2 separate regions of the Ovis aries genome follow, and region 1 is linked to region 2. Evidence: chromatin contacts called from public Hi-C data. All regions are on one chromosome and are shown on one strand. The core of a region is the stretch at or near the end of the contact, and the rest is flanking DNA. Distances in the headings are between cores, read along the strand shown.

Region 1 (6,904 bases), core at 2,594-5,093, 240 kb before region 2:
CTCCCCTGTCCATGCATTCTCCAAGTACGAATACTGGAGTAGTTTGCCATTTCTTTCTCCACGGGATCTTCCTGACCCAAGGATCGAACCTGAGCCTCTTACGTCTCTGGCATTGGCACGCAGGTTCTTTACCACTAGCACCACCTGGGAATCCCTAATAAATGTTTGATGAATTAAAGAATGAGTGAATGAATTAATGAAAAGAATCAAACAGTACAGGCTGTCGGGGGAAATCGTGAGCCTTGTTGCTAATCATGGGTACCAGAAAAAAAATAAAAGATAGATTAAAATTTTGCTTTGGTGGCTTCCAAGTGATACTAATTACAGTTATTTATGTGAAATCTTACTTTTTATGCCTAATTACCATGCAGCAAGAGCAAGGATTATGTATATCATTAGACATGTCAGATCAACTTGGTTGGGTTTTATTTCATTATAATAGTGAATTATGCACAAATGCTTAGACTCCACAAATTATTGTGAATGTAGCTGGTTGCCTGTTTCCACCCGTAATAAAGTTTCTTTCCTCTATTGCTCACTCCATAGTATCTGCAACTTCGGGGCACCATGAAAATAAATGATGAGAAGAGAAATGGGTGATGACTTTTGACCACGCAGAATACACAGCAATTATGAGTTGGCTGTGATGCTGATGGTGTTGCTATGCGACTCATCTTTATAATGCGCTTGACAGCCACAAAGGGTTTCACCAGCACCATTTTATTTAATTGTCTCTTCAACTCTGTAAATAATTAAAATTCTCAAAGTTTTAGTGATTTGTTCTAATAAGTGTCAGTGTCAGGAAAACAGCCCACGTTAAGACAAGTTTGGAAAGAATGGGGCTCAAAGATAGCTACATTTTAAATTATATTTACCAAGGTTTATATTAAGCATTTTCATACACATCTATCAACAACACCAAAGTGATTTCGGTATTATTATCACCTTTTTACAGATAAGGCCATGGAGGGTTAGAATGGTTGAGTAACTTGCTCAAAGTCTTAAGGATGGTAAACAATGATTTTTGAAGCCAGGCTTTTATCCACTCTGAGGGTCCACGTTTTATCAGGAAAGTAGTAGGTCGGTGGGTAAAGAATCTCCCTGCAGTGCGGAGACACAGGAGACGCAGATTTGATCCTTGGGTCAGAAAGGTCCCCTGGAGAAGGAAATGGCAACCAAATCCAGTATTCTTGCCTGGGAAATCCCATGAACAGAGGGACCTGGTGGGCTATTATAGTTCATGGGATCGCAGAATCAGACATGACTGAGTGGCTGGGCACACACACACACGATGGTCCATGTTTTATCAGGAAAGTAGTAATAAGAACATCTTTTTAGTCAGGAGGCGCTGGGCTGTATCTGCACAACAGCTCAAAGGATATGGCTCCGGATATTATCTATAGCCCTCGAGGAGACACTACAGATCCTTGACTCTGCTTAATGGCTAAACTATTATTATTTGGTCTTGCATGTGTCAGCTGCTCAGTCGTGTCTGACTCTCTGGGACCCCATGGACTATAGCCTACCAAGCTCCTCTGTCCATGGAGCTCTCCAGGCAAGAGTACTGGAGCAGGTTGCCATTCTCTTCTCCAGGAGATCTTCCCCACCCAGGGACTGAACCCAGGTCTCCTGCATTGGCAGGCAAGCAGATTCTTTACCATCTGAGGCACCAGGGAAGCCCCATTATTTGGTCCTGTTTGACTGTTTTCCTTTGCTTCTGCATTCTCTTGTTCTTTTTTCCTAATTAAATTTATTATTTGGCTAAAGTGTTTCTACAGGTTAGAAGCAGACAGAGGACACTGTGTGTGTGTGTGTGTGTGCGTGTGTGTGTGTGTGTGTGTGTGCACGCGCACAGTGGGGCTGGTCTGTCCCAGGAAGGCCCCAAAGGATCCTGCTGGGTTTTAAAAGCTTGAGAGAAAGGAATTGGAAAAGGTTTTCAACAGCTGCTATGCAGGTCACCCAAGGAGCTAATCCAGGTAAAGCCTAAGAATGTTTAAGCATTCCTGAAAGCCTGGCTGAAAAGTCTCTCTCATGTCATACAGTGCATTAAAGAAAGCCACAAATTCTCGGGGCGTCCTCCTACTAAGAGGTGGGAACTATTGCCACTTCTCTTGAATCCGGCTGGCCTGTGATCCGGGTTCAGGCACTAGGAGAGCTAAGTGATGCTTCCTGATTTCCCAGCATAGGCTGTGGGAAGCTTGGCGTGTGAGCTTGGTCTCTGGGTGCCCCGAGACGCCCTGCTGGGGGATCTAGTGCTGGCACCCCAGTTGACTGGCCCAGCAGGGTCCAGTCTTCCAGGCACCCCCACTGAGGTGCCGGACTCGTAAGTGAAGCTGTCTTGAACCCCTGAAGCCCATGTGCTAGCGGAACACCCCCGAGCAGCCTCGAGGAATGCCACTCGGAACAGAATAATTGCACAGCTGAGCGCTGCCCAAATTCCTCACCCACAAATCATTTTAAAACAGCAAGTTTGGGGACAGTTTGATACGCAGCAAAAGATAACCAGAGTATGCCTCAAGTTCATTTTGTCGCTTCCTCTCTTCATGAGCCTGTGAAGTTGCCTCAGTCTTGTCTGACTTTTTGCTACCCTATGGACTGTAGCCCGCCAGGCTCCTCTGTCCGTGGGATTCTCCAGGCAAGAATACTGGAGTGGGTTATCATGCCCTCCTCCAGGGGATCTTCCCGACCCAAGAATCGAAACCCTCATCTCACAGGTCTCCTGCATTGGCAGGCTGGTTCTTTATCACTAGCGCCACCTGGGAAGCCCAAGCGAATAAACAGCCAAGGACCAGGCTAAGAAATATTCATAGTGAAACAAACCAGCCCTCCAGTCTTTCCTTCAGCAGTTCATACACACACACACACACACACACACACACACACACACACACACACACAGAAGATCTTGGCAAATTTGTGTTTCAGACAAATAGCCTTTCAACAGATTGATTTGAAATGTCACCCATTAAAATAATTTTTCCTTTGGAAGTTATCAAACACTGTTAAAAAGAAGCTGCCTGTGAAAGCACAGCTGGGACGTTCTTTTCATAATTTCACCGTTTCCATTTCTGACACCCAGCAGCTTTGTGAGGGTTCAACTCCAGTTTGAAAAAAGAAACAAGAGATAACATCTGCTTTCTCCTGTCTTTACACACATTTAATCACACCCAGAGACGCAAGGTCTTTTCTCACGTTATTCCAATTCACCTTCTGCTATTAACTAAGATGCATGTGGCCCCTTCTAAAGATACATCACACGATGCAGGGCGAGGAATGCAGAAGAGCCGAGTGGACGGGATGGGGTGGAGAATGACTCAGTGGACACGACAGCTACCCACACGGAGCAATGAGCCCAGCACAAAGGCTGCAGCTGTTCAGAGAGTCATCCGCAGTATTTCTGACACGGCAGATCCTCCCGGTGATGTCAGACGTCTTTCTTAAACAAAAGTGAAATGTGAGAAGGTGAAAAATTACAGCACTGCGGGAGAATATTTCGCCTTGTTCCAAGAACCGTATTCTTAAATGCCTATGTTTTTCCACAGTCTGGATCTCCCCCAGTTCGGTGAAAGTCATGAAGTTTCTTTCCAAGAAAACCTACCCATTGGCTCCCTGCGTTCTTGGTTATCTCAGCCCCCACCCCGCCACCCCCTGTGATGCAAGTCACTGAGCAGGGAAAATGATTCACAGGGCTCTGAAGCAAACCGAATTCATTGAATTAGACGTTGGAAAAGCGCCGAAGTGAGTCACCATCTCATCCCTTGCTCTGAGGGGGGCAGCACCACGCCTAGACCACTCCAGCCAGGAGAGAAGGAGCTGTGTTTTCAATAAACTGGTTGGAGAAGGATCATTTCCAACCATAATAAGGCGCGTTCCTGTGTATACTCATGTTCCAACCACAACAAGGCACTGCAAAGTTGAACCCAAAGCAGAAACGAAAGAATCAGGCAAAGCAGGGAGCCTGGTTCAGATTACGCTTTTGTGCAAATGAGAAAAAGTAGTCCCTGGGGGCCAAGGACTTCGATAAAGCCCACCCCTCCCCCCGCCCCCGCGCACCGCGCCTCCCCCCGCCCCCACCTCTCATCCCCTTTGGGGCAGAAACTGCCAGAACTGGGGAGAATGGATTCACCCCACCCTCCACACCCAACTGCCCAGCCTCGCTCTGAGCAGAGAGGAGTCCCAGGACCATGGGCAGTGAGTGACCTGGGAAGTACATTCAACCTTTTATACCTCCCACTTACCCTTTGCCTGGTTAAAATCTATCTCTTCCTACTTTGATCCCCATGGTTCCTGTTGCTAACACTTGGTAACACTTTTTTTTTTTTTTAATCTGACACCTAATAAATCCGAGGGCTGACAGGTAATGTATCTTCATCTCCCTGGGTACCCTGCCCTAAAGGAATGAATGACTCTGGGAAAGAATGAACCCAGCCCTCCAACACTCGCATCTCATTTTTTCCTCGCTCTAACCGAAGAGTATGACCTCACCTCCCCTGAGGGAAAACGACCAGCCAGTCCACAGTTTGTCCTCCGGAGGAATTCCAGGTTGGCAAGGGAAATTCTTGAACACAGGGATCCTTGTGGCCATGGGACCTGAGCCCATTTTCCCTCCATGCGCCTCCTGTTTGGGCGTCATTTCAGGACCAGCTTCCTCACCAAACAGCATGTTAGCCAGTGAGACGAGGGGAGCATCTTTTCTAAGCCCTTAGAACTCTCTTAGAAGGCAAGGGCTGCCTTCCCAGTGCCACTGGTCACAGCCACCCTTCTTCTTGGGGACCATAGTGGAATCAGAGCACATCCCCCAAAAACACTGACCTGGGACCACCGATCCACCACTACCCAGAGCTTCTTGACCACTCCCCAGCCTGGTGTTATCAGCATCCTAAAAGGCCACCAAGACAGCTGCCAAAGGAACCCCTCATTTTGCGAAGAGGGTCACCTGTCACAGCCAGAGGTCAGAAACAGAATGTCTAAGGGCCAGGCCAACCATCTGCAAGGTATCTGTCATAGTTGCTGTTTGTTGTTGACATTTAATTGCACAATGCTATTTACATGAAAGATCCAGAATAGGTAAATCCATAGAAATGGAACTCAGATTGGCGGTTACCGGGAGCTGGAGGTGGGGGGAGACAAGGACTGACTCCCCAATGGGTATGGGATTTCATTTCCAGGAGATGAACATTGGGAACTAGAAAGAGGTGGTGGTTACACAATATTGTAAAGGAACTAAAGGCCACTGAATTGTTCACTTCCACGTGTTTAACTTGTGCTATGTTGATTTCACCTGAATTTTTTTTTTTTTGACTGCTCCAGGTCTTAATTGCAGCACGTGGGATCTTTAGTTGCAACGTGTGGGCTCTAGTTCTCTGACCAGGTATTGAACCCAGGCCCCCTGCCTTGGGAGCATACACTCTTAGCCACTGGACTATCAGGTAAGTCTCCACACCTGAAATTTTTTTTAGTAAATACCCCCCACAAAAGAGAGAGAGTTCTGTTAAGAAAGAAACCACTTCATTTAAGAAACCAGAAGATCTGGCACCGCTAACCGCATCCCCTCGTGGCCCCAATCAGCGGATGCAGGGCAGCAGTTCCAGGATGGGGGAAGGGGCCCCTGCCCTTCACGTGGTCCTTCACCCTCATCTGAGTGTGTGACCCCGCCCCTTCCTGCAACGAAGCTACTGATTTTCTGCAGGGAGTAAACAGAGTCCCCACGAGCTGCCATCTTCAGATGAGTGTAAGGTGAGATCAGAAGCCAAGATCTGAGAACACAGCCGGGAGAAAAACAGGGAGAGGCCAGGAGGTGGTGATCAGAGAAACAGACACAAGGACAAGCGAGGACCAGTGTGTTGCTGATCATTCTGCCCGGAGCAGCATCTCCTCCACCCTCCCAGCCTCTCCATCCCTTTACCCTGCTCTATTTTCCTCTGATGCTGAAGCTGAAGCTCCAATACTTTGGCCACCTAATCCAAAGAACTGACTCATTGGAAAAGATCCTGATGCTGGGAACGATTGAAGGCGGGAGGAGAAGGGGACAACAGAGGATGAGATGGTTGGATGGCATCACCGACTCGATGGGCATGAGTTTGAGCAAACTCCAGGAGTTGGTGATGGACAGGGAGGCCTGGCATGCTGCCATCCATGGGGTCACAAAGAGTCGGACACAACTGAGTGATTGAACTGAACTGAACAGATTTTCCTCCCTAGCTCTCACTACTACCTGACTGGATATTCGTTTCCTAAGGCTGTCGTAACATGCACCCACAAGTTGGCTGGCTTAAAGGGCACAGGTTTTTATGCTCTCACAATTCTGGTGGCCAAAAGTCCTAAATCAAGATGTTGGCAGGGCTGCACTCCTTCCAAAGTCTCTAGGGGAGAATCCTTCCTGCCTCTTCCAGCTTCTGGTGGGTCCAGGTATGTTCCCTGACTTGCAGCAGCATCACTCCTGTCTCTGCCTCTATGTTCACATTGCTTCCTTCCACCTGTTTCTTCTTCTCCAAACTCCTTTCCCTAATGAAGACATTGGTCATTGGATTTAGCTTGCGTGCCTGTGTGCTCAGTCATGTCCAACTCTTTGCGACCCCAGGCACTGTAGCTCATCAGGCTCCCCTGTCCATGGATTTCCCTAGAGCAGGTTGCCATTTCCTCCTCCAGGGGAACTTCCTGACCCAGGGATCAAACCCGTGTCTCTTGCGTCTCCTGCACTGGCAGGCAGGTTGTTACCTCTGTGCCACCTAGGAAGCCCTTGTTGGATTTAGTGATGGATGATGTCATCTTGAGATCCTTCACTTAATTAAAACTGTAAAGACCTTATTTCCAAGTAAGGTCTCATTCACAGGCCCCAGGGGTTAGGATTTGGACATAATTATTTTTCAGTGAGGGCCACAATTCAACCCATGAGACTATACAC
Region 2 (7,016 bases), core at 4,392-6,891:
GATGGACATGAGCTTGAGTGAACTCTGGGAATTGGTGATGGACAGGGAGGCCTGGCGTGCTGCAATTCATGGGGTCGCAAAGAGTCGGACACGACTGAGCGACCGAACTGAAGTTGTGTCTGACTCTTTGCGACCCCAAGGACTGTAGCCCGCCAGGCTCCCCTGTCCCTGGGATTTCCCAGACAAGAATATTAGAGTAAGTTGCCATTTCTTTTCCCAGGGGATCTTCCCGACCCAGGGATTGGACCCGCGTCTCCTGTATTGGCAGGGGGTTTCTTTACCACTGAGCCACGGGGGAGGCCCAGTAGTATGTGTAGAACCTACTGTATCTTAACTTTGCTGAATGCTTTAGCAGGAACTTTGATATTGTGTGTGTGTGATTTAATGTCTCTGAATATAGCTGGTTGCTGACTTACAGTGGTTTAACTTGAGATTTTTTTCACTTTACGATAGTGTGAAAGCCACACACATTAAATGGAAACCATACTTGTAATGTTAAACCTTGATCTTTCGGGGCCAGCCTTGTACGGTAGGCACTCCCAGGGCGTGCTTGCCAGTGGCCGGGACCCGCTGCTCCCAGACAGCTGCCCATTCACAGGGGTAAACAGCCAATACACTTAAAGCCGTTCTGTACCCAGGGCAGCCGCTCTGTTGTTTTTTTTTTACTTTCAGTACAGTATTCAATAAGTTACAGGAGACATTCAACACTTCATTATAAAATAGAATTTGTGTTAGATGATTTTGCCCAACTTTCAGCTAATGTAAGTGTTATGAGCACATGTACAATGGTCTTGCCTAAGTTACAATGTTCAGTAGGTTAGGTGTATTAAATGCATTTTCAACTTAATAAACTTCTGACTTTTATGGTGGGTTTATCTGAATATAACTCCACTGTAAGTTGAGGAAGAACTATACGGTATTTTCGTTTAGATGCAGTCCCGGACGCTGGCACTCAGACAGCACGGAGATCAAATTATTCAGTCCCAAAGGCAGTCAACGTAAATAGTCGTAGGAAGGACTGATGCTGAAGCTGAACCTCCAGGCCTTTGGCCACCTGCTGGGAAAAGCAGACTCCGTTGGAAAAGACGCTGGTGCTGGGAAAGATTGGGGGCAAGAGAAGGGGGCGACCGAGGATGAGCTGGTTGGATGGCATCACTGACTCAATGGCCCTGAGTTTGAGCAAACTCTGGGAGATCCTGAAAGACAGGGAACCCTGGCGTGCTGCAGTCCATGGGGTTGCAAAGAGTCAGACACGACTTAGCAACTGAACAACAACTGGACATTCAAATTAATTAGTAGCTCATTAAGATATTCAACCTTGATTTATCTCTTTCCCTTTAATGGAAGGATGATCACCATAGTGTCTTGAAGACAGAAGGGATTGATAAGTGTTTGCTGCTGAACCCGAGGAGCTGGGAGGAAGATCCATGGGAGGGTTGTGGCTTCTGCATCCTCTCTGCCTTCTACCCCTTCTCATGCCATCTGAGCAGCAGAACATATTCAGAAGCAGAACCTCAGCGTTTTAGGGTTCACGGAAAGAAGGCTGGGGCCTTCTTTGTGAAGAGAGGCAGGAATAAACCTAAACTTATACCCAAGTCTTGGTTCATAGATTAGGGATTAAGTCCCTTTAACTTAGATGTGCAGACTGGCTGCAAAACTTTGGCTTGACCTCTGTGCTTGTTTGTTCTGTACCCTTGATGCTCCTGGTTGGTAACGAGGCAGGTTGTCCTGGGTGACATACTCCAGATGTACTGGGATGTTACTGTTCGTGATAGATGACACCCGAAGGTTTTGGAGTGCTGTGGGGGTGCAGGGTGGGGGTCTTATCCAGCACTGGGGGGCTCTCCAAGGCTTCATAGATGGGGCGGGATTGGTCTGAGGAGGAGATGGGAGGGGGGTGTGTGTATGTTCGTGTGTGTGCATGTTGGGGGGTGTTTCTGGCTGATTGGGGAACAGTGTGTGTGTGCAACTTCAGCTGTAAGCAAGGGTGGTTCACTGCAGGCTGTTAGAATTCCTGGAGTGGGTGTGGGGAGAGGGTCCTGAACGGAGGCGAGGAATAGTGAGGCTGCAGGAGTAAGTGGATGTCAACTCTTGAGGACCTCTGTGCCACGTCTTGGAGTTTGGACTTGATTGGAGGTATCGACTAAAAAATAACAGTCACAACCTGAAAGTAGAGAGTTATTTTATTTTGATGGGAATGTTTAGGACTCTGAGCCCAGGAGAAGATAACTGAGAAAACTGCTCTAAGGAGGTAGGGTGGGAAGTCAGGCTCTATGCAGGTTTGCAACAAAGGGGGCAGGCAGTCTGAACATCAAAGGCCAGGCATCAAGTCAAGGAATTTATAGCTTTCTGTGTATGAGAAGATGCAAGCCTGTGGACTCCCTGAATTCACTCTTTTCGTATGCACCTCAGCTCTCGGGGCAGTCCTGTTTCCTTGCTCATCTTGCTGCCTGCATTCTCCCAGCTCCTCAGCAGTCACCGTGGGGGCTGGCGGCATCTGCTGGATCGCAGTTTGGGGAGCCCTTGTTCACATTTGGAGGCCAGAAATTGCTGATGGTGGTGACAGGTCTTGTTTATTAATACGGCAGGAGATATTTTCATTTCACAGTAGCCACTGGCGAATTTTAGGGGAGTGGATTTGGGAGATGTGCATTCAGGGGGAGGGTGCCAGAATGAATCCCAGGGAGTGTCCATTAGGAGGTTGTTGGAGGCACACACATAAGGGTCATGCTGGCCGGTGGACACAATACTCCCGAGTGTGCAGGAGGGCAAGAGAGGATGAGGGCAGGGCGAGCCCAGGTTCCTGGTTAAGTCGTGCGGTGGGTGGTTTGTGGGGCCTGGTACTGCGCTGGGACCCACACCATGGGGAGCAGGTCTGGGAAGATGCGTGTGAGTTCGGGGTTAGATATTTGGAGAAGACCGTACCCCAGGCACCTGCCCACTGGTTCACAACCCCTCTTTGTTCCAGCCAAGACCGACCACAACCATCTCTCCCCATAAATCCTACATCTTAGACGACATCTCATTCTGATTTCCTCTGGCCCCATTTTTCCATACTTGTGTGTCTCTCACTTGACAGACTTACTACTCATGTTGCTTTGCCAAACACAGCGAGTTCAACAAAAGGACCCTAGATTACACTGGATGTTCAAGTCACCCCAGATCAGAGCAAATCAGTGCATACCAAGAGGAGTTTCAATACCACCCATTTATACCACTTCTCTGTAATCAAGAGCCTTTTTGTAGGTAATAATCAAAAAGATATGGGAAAGAGTAGATTTACAGCTTTATTTTCCAAAGCCTTTTTCAGAATTTGATTGTGATGTGCATTAAAACAAATATACCCGTGTATTAGATTTTTTTCTTGTTTGGTAGAGGGTTAGGGTACTACCCCTTATGGACTGTTTGCTGTCACGATGAAAGAAGCTGCGTTTAGCAGTCAGCCTTGCTCTGTTTGCTCCAGTTGGACTGTTGTGTGACTGTTACTCGTTGGCTGCAAATTAACTTTTTAAACAGTTTTCCTGAGAGGCTGCTCCTTATGTAAAGCAAATCTTACTCGATGTCCATCAGCACACAGAGCTATGTGTCTGCAAGTGTATGTGTGTGTGTAAATGTAAATGTAGTTTAGCATGAGTGATAGGTCCCAAGATGCAGCCTGGGCGAGCTTCCCCCAGAGGCCTCTAGGGCAGTACCAGCATAAACACAGCCAGACGGGTTCTTTCTCTTGGCATCAGACAGACACGAGGATAAGGTTTCTCTGTGCTTGGCCCCGAGCTGGCCCCTAGGGAGGCAAAGATAAATGGCACATCTGGGCACATGGTTCTTTGTTGATTTATGAGATTGTAGAATTACCCCCCCCCCCCAACCCCACTCCCTTTTTTTTTTTGCTATTCCTCTTCCTATTTTGACTGTTGGAATATTTCCTTTCACTGGCCTATTATTGATGCTTTTAAATTAACCTCTAACACAGTTACCATATAATTAAATCATCAAATGTTAAAAATTCTACAGATGTTTTCATTATAGTAAAGTATGTGTAATAGTCAAAATATTCTTGTTATGGTTTCTTTTTGTGTGCATGGTAATTTTTCTTTGTTTTTCTATATTTTGTGCTCAAGACATTAAAAGTCAGAGCTCTTTTAAGTTGAAACATTCTTAACGGCCTCGAATCAATCAAACCTCTCTAGCAGTATGATGTTACAGGCTATTGCTTCTAAAATTATGTGAAGGAATAAATCAGTGAGCCTGACAGTTATTATAACCATAAAGGTTATAAGTAAAAATTATAATGCTGCAGTATGAAACCCCATCCATGTTCCTGCGTGGTGGCCTGTGAGCATGTCCCTATTCTTGGTGTAAATACTTCACTTTATATACAGTCTGTTGCTGCTGTTGTTCAGTTGCTAAGTCGTGTCCGACCCTCGTAATGATCTTGTGTGTGTGGACTGCACTTACAGATATATGGGAAAATAATATAAGCCTTGCATTGTTTTGATTTTTTATATATTAGTAAAGAAGACAGGTAAAAACATTTGATTTACAACCTTGTCTCTTCCCCCCCGCCCCGCCCTCATCTTCAGAGAGGATGCAGGCTTAGAGAAAATGCTTCCTTCCTACGCAACACTGATCTCAGTGCTTGCCAGGCCAAAATCCCTGATAGCGCAAACCGCGTGCCCCGCGCGGCACCGCTCCCCGTGATCCGTGACTAATCCTGCAGGCACTGCGGAGAAAGGTCCGGACTCGGAACTGCGGACGGCCTGCCTGGAAAGGGTGACGTCACCTCTGTCTGCGCGTGCGCGCGGCCGCTGATGCAGAGACGTATCACCCGGCTCTTTGTGCTCTGGGGTGCGTGCGCGCGCGGCGCTCCCCTAAATAAAGTGATGAGTAACATTCGGTAATCACCACCAAGACTCCGTACTAATAGGAACCCTCCAGCTTACTGCTGCACGTTGCTTTTCTTTGTTCTTTCAAGATGCTGCTTTACTTATTAACTTTTTTTTTTTTTGCCGCTACAAGCTGTGTTTTTATAAGGATGGGGATCTTTGCAGTCCTCCCCCACTTTCAGGTTTCCCGCTTAGTAAATACTAAAGTAGAACAGCTGACAGGCAAATGCGACCTCTGAAAACGGATGAGCAGGGCAGTTTGCCTTGTCATTTAGGGACAAATCCCAGTGAAGGTGAACTGGGCTGTTCAGAACAAGGTGCCAGTTCATTGGTTACAGCTCAAATGGGGAAGAAATGACGGTATTTTTTTTCCTAACACTGTTTTTACTTTAAAAAAAGATTGACTCAAGTAGTTGGAGGATTAGGTATAATTTCAAATGACTAGTATATGTCAGTAGTCCCAGAAGAAATATGGAGGGAAAATACTAACCTGTGTTTTGGTTTAGACTTTTAAAAATTTGATTCATTTTTAAAACTCATTTGATTTGCTTCATCTTAATTCTTTTTAAAACAGCTACATAAATTTTGTTGGGATGATGTGCGGCATAAAAGCTTTTTGCTCATTGTAAAAATATTTCTGTGGTGCTTTCTTTTTAAATTGAAAAAACAACAACACGCTGGGGGGTGGGGGCAGTGGGTAGCTCTTCCTTTTCTGTTTGTTGTTTTTTAAAAAAATCTGATACCAAGGAAGTGACCAAGCCTGTGAGCATTCTGGTCAGCAGTGACTCGCTTCAGAAGGTATTTGTTCACAGTAACAATGCAGTACCTCCTTGTAGAGTGGAGGGGTAAAAAATAAGTTGATTCAGACCACTGGTACAACTAAAAGGTTTTCCATTGCTGAATAACTTGTGGAATGTTTACTCTTAGGACCCAGAGGTTAATTTTCCTTGTTAGAAGTGTAAGTCATACTATAGGCCATCTGAACAATACTGAGCTTAATAGTTTACAAACCTGGAACGGAAAGTGGTAAGGAACACTGGGGTGCCTCTGTGGGGGTTTCAGGGGCAAGAAGCTGGAGAAGTATTGTTGTTCTGTTAGTTCATTGTCTGCTCATTCGTTCGTGCAGTCAGCCCATGTTCATTGACCATCCTGTGCCTGACATCTGGGAAACAGCAGTGAAAGAAACAGACGGGTCCTCTGGCTTGCGGGTGGATTTAGAGGAAGAGGGGAAAAGCAGTCCTCCTGATGGGCAACATAATGCGAGTCACTTTAGGGAATGTGGATAATTTGGGAGCGGGGGTTGAGGGGGGATTGAAATAGATCACAAATCAACAGACTACTGAGCCAAATAGCAATCTGAAAGGTGATAGCAGAATCAATTTTGGCAAGTCACATCATGCTGAACCTGGAGGGCGGGGTTTGAGATATTTTTAAATGAAAATGTTAAAATTTCTGAATATTCAAATATGATTGCTTGAGGGAAAAGGTGTTATTTGTGTTGACTGAAACCAAAGGAACGAGGAAAGAAGGTCATCAACCGCTAACGGCACATTTATGTTCACGATGAAATCAGATTTGTAGGCGCCCCCCCGCCCCCAATAGCATTCAAGAAACATCAAGATCGAGAGTAATACGTTTATCATATGAACATTATCATAGAACGTTTATCATATGAATGTTCTGGTCAAATTTCTCTCACATTTGGTTTAAGAGAACAGTTGTTGCCTGCCTTTTAGGCCTCCCCTGGGACATCCCCTTTGCACCAAGAAGGAGCTTGGTGAGCTTTGGCTGACTGCATCTTCACTGTGCCCTGAAGCTAGCATTTCATTAAAATTCACATGGGCTTCTCTGTCTCAGCAAAATGTACTTTAAATTGTAACAAGTGTCCAGTCTCCACACACTTCAGTATCAGTTCAGTTCAGTCGCTCAGTCGTGTCGGACGCTTTGCGACCCCATGAATCGCAGCACGCCAGGCCTCCCTGTCCATCACCAACTCCCAGAGTTTACCCAAATTCATGTGCATCAAGTCAGTGATGCCATCCAGCCTTCCCATCCTCTTTCGTCCCCTCTTCTCCTGCCCCCAATCCCGCCCAGCATCAGGGTCTTTTCCAATGAGTCAACTCTTCGCATGAG

The links. Hi-C and Micro-C count contacts between places; a contact is called where the count stands out from the background.
Region 1: a Hi-C map of skin fibroblasts shows a contact between it and region 2, with 2.0 times the contacts expected there. The contact joins two enhancer-like sites. A contact is called at or near these places in 3 of 16 Hi-C or Micro-C datasets (muscle, skin fibroblasts and tail adipose tissue).

Annotation. Positions count from the first base shown.
Region 1 is chr16:59,276,985-59,283,888 of ARS-UI_Ramb_v3.0, reverse strand. No RefSeq gene overlaps it. Among named protein-coding and RNA genes, the nearest start is that of DNAH5, 32 kb to the left of the region's middle. Within about 2 kb of position 3,843, at least 10 of the 54 cell types and tissues checked have an H3K27ac peak or open chromatin away from gene starts, as enhancers often do. A contact at or near this core is called in tail adipose tissue, where this site is marked.
Region 2 is chr16:59,039,261-59,046,276 of ARS-UI_Ramb_v3.0, reverse strand. All of the region lies in intron 1 of TRIO (trio Rho guanine nucleotide exchange factor), which reads left to right. Among named protein-coding and RNA genes, the nearest start is that of TRIO, 120 kb to the left of the region's middle. Within about 2 kb of position 5,641, at least 35 of the 54 cell types and tissues checked have an H3K27ac peak or open chromatin away from gene starts, as enhancers often do. A contact at or near this core is called in tail adipose tissue, where this site is marked.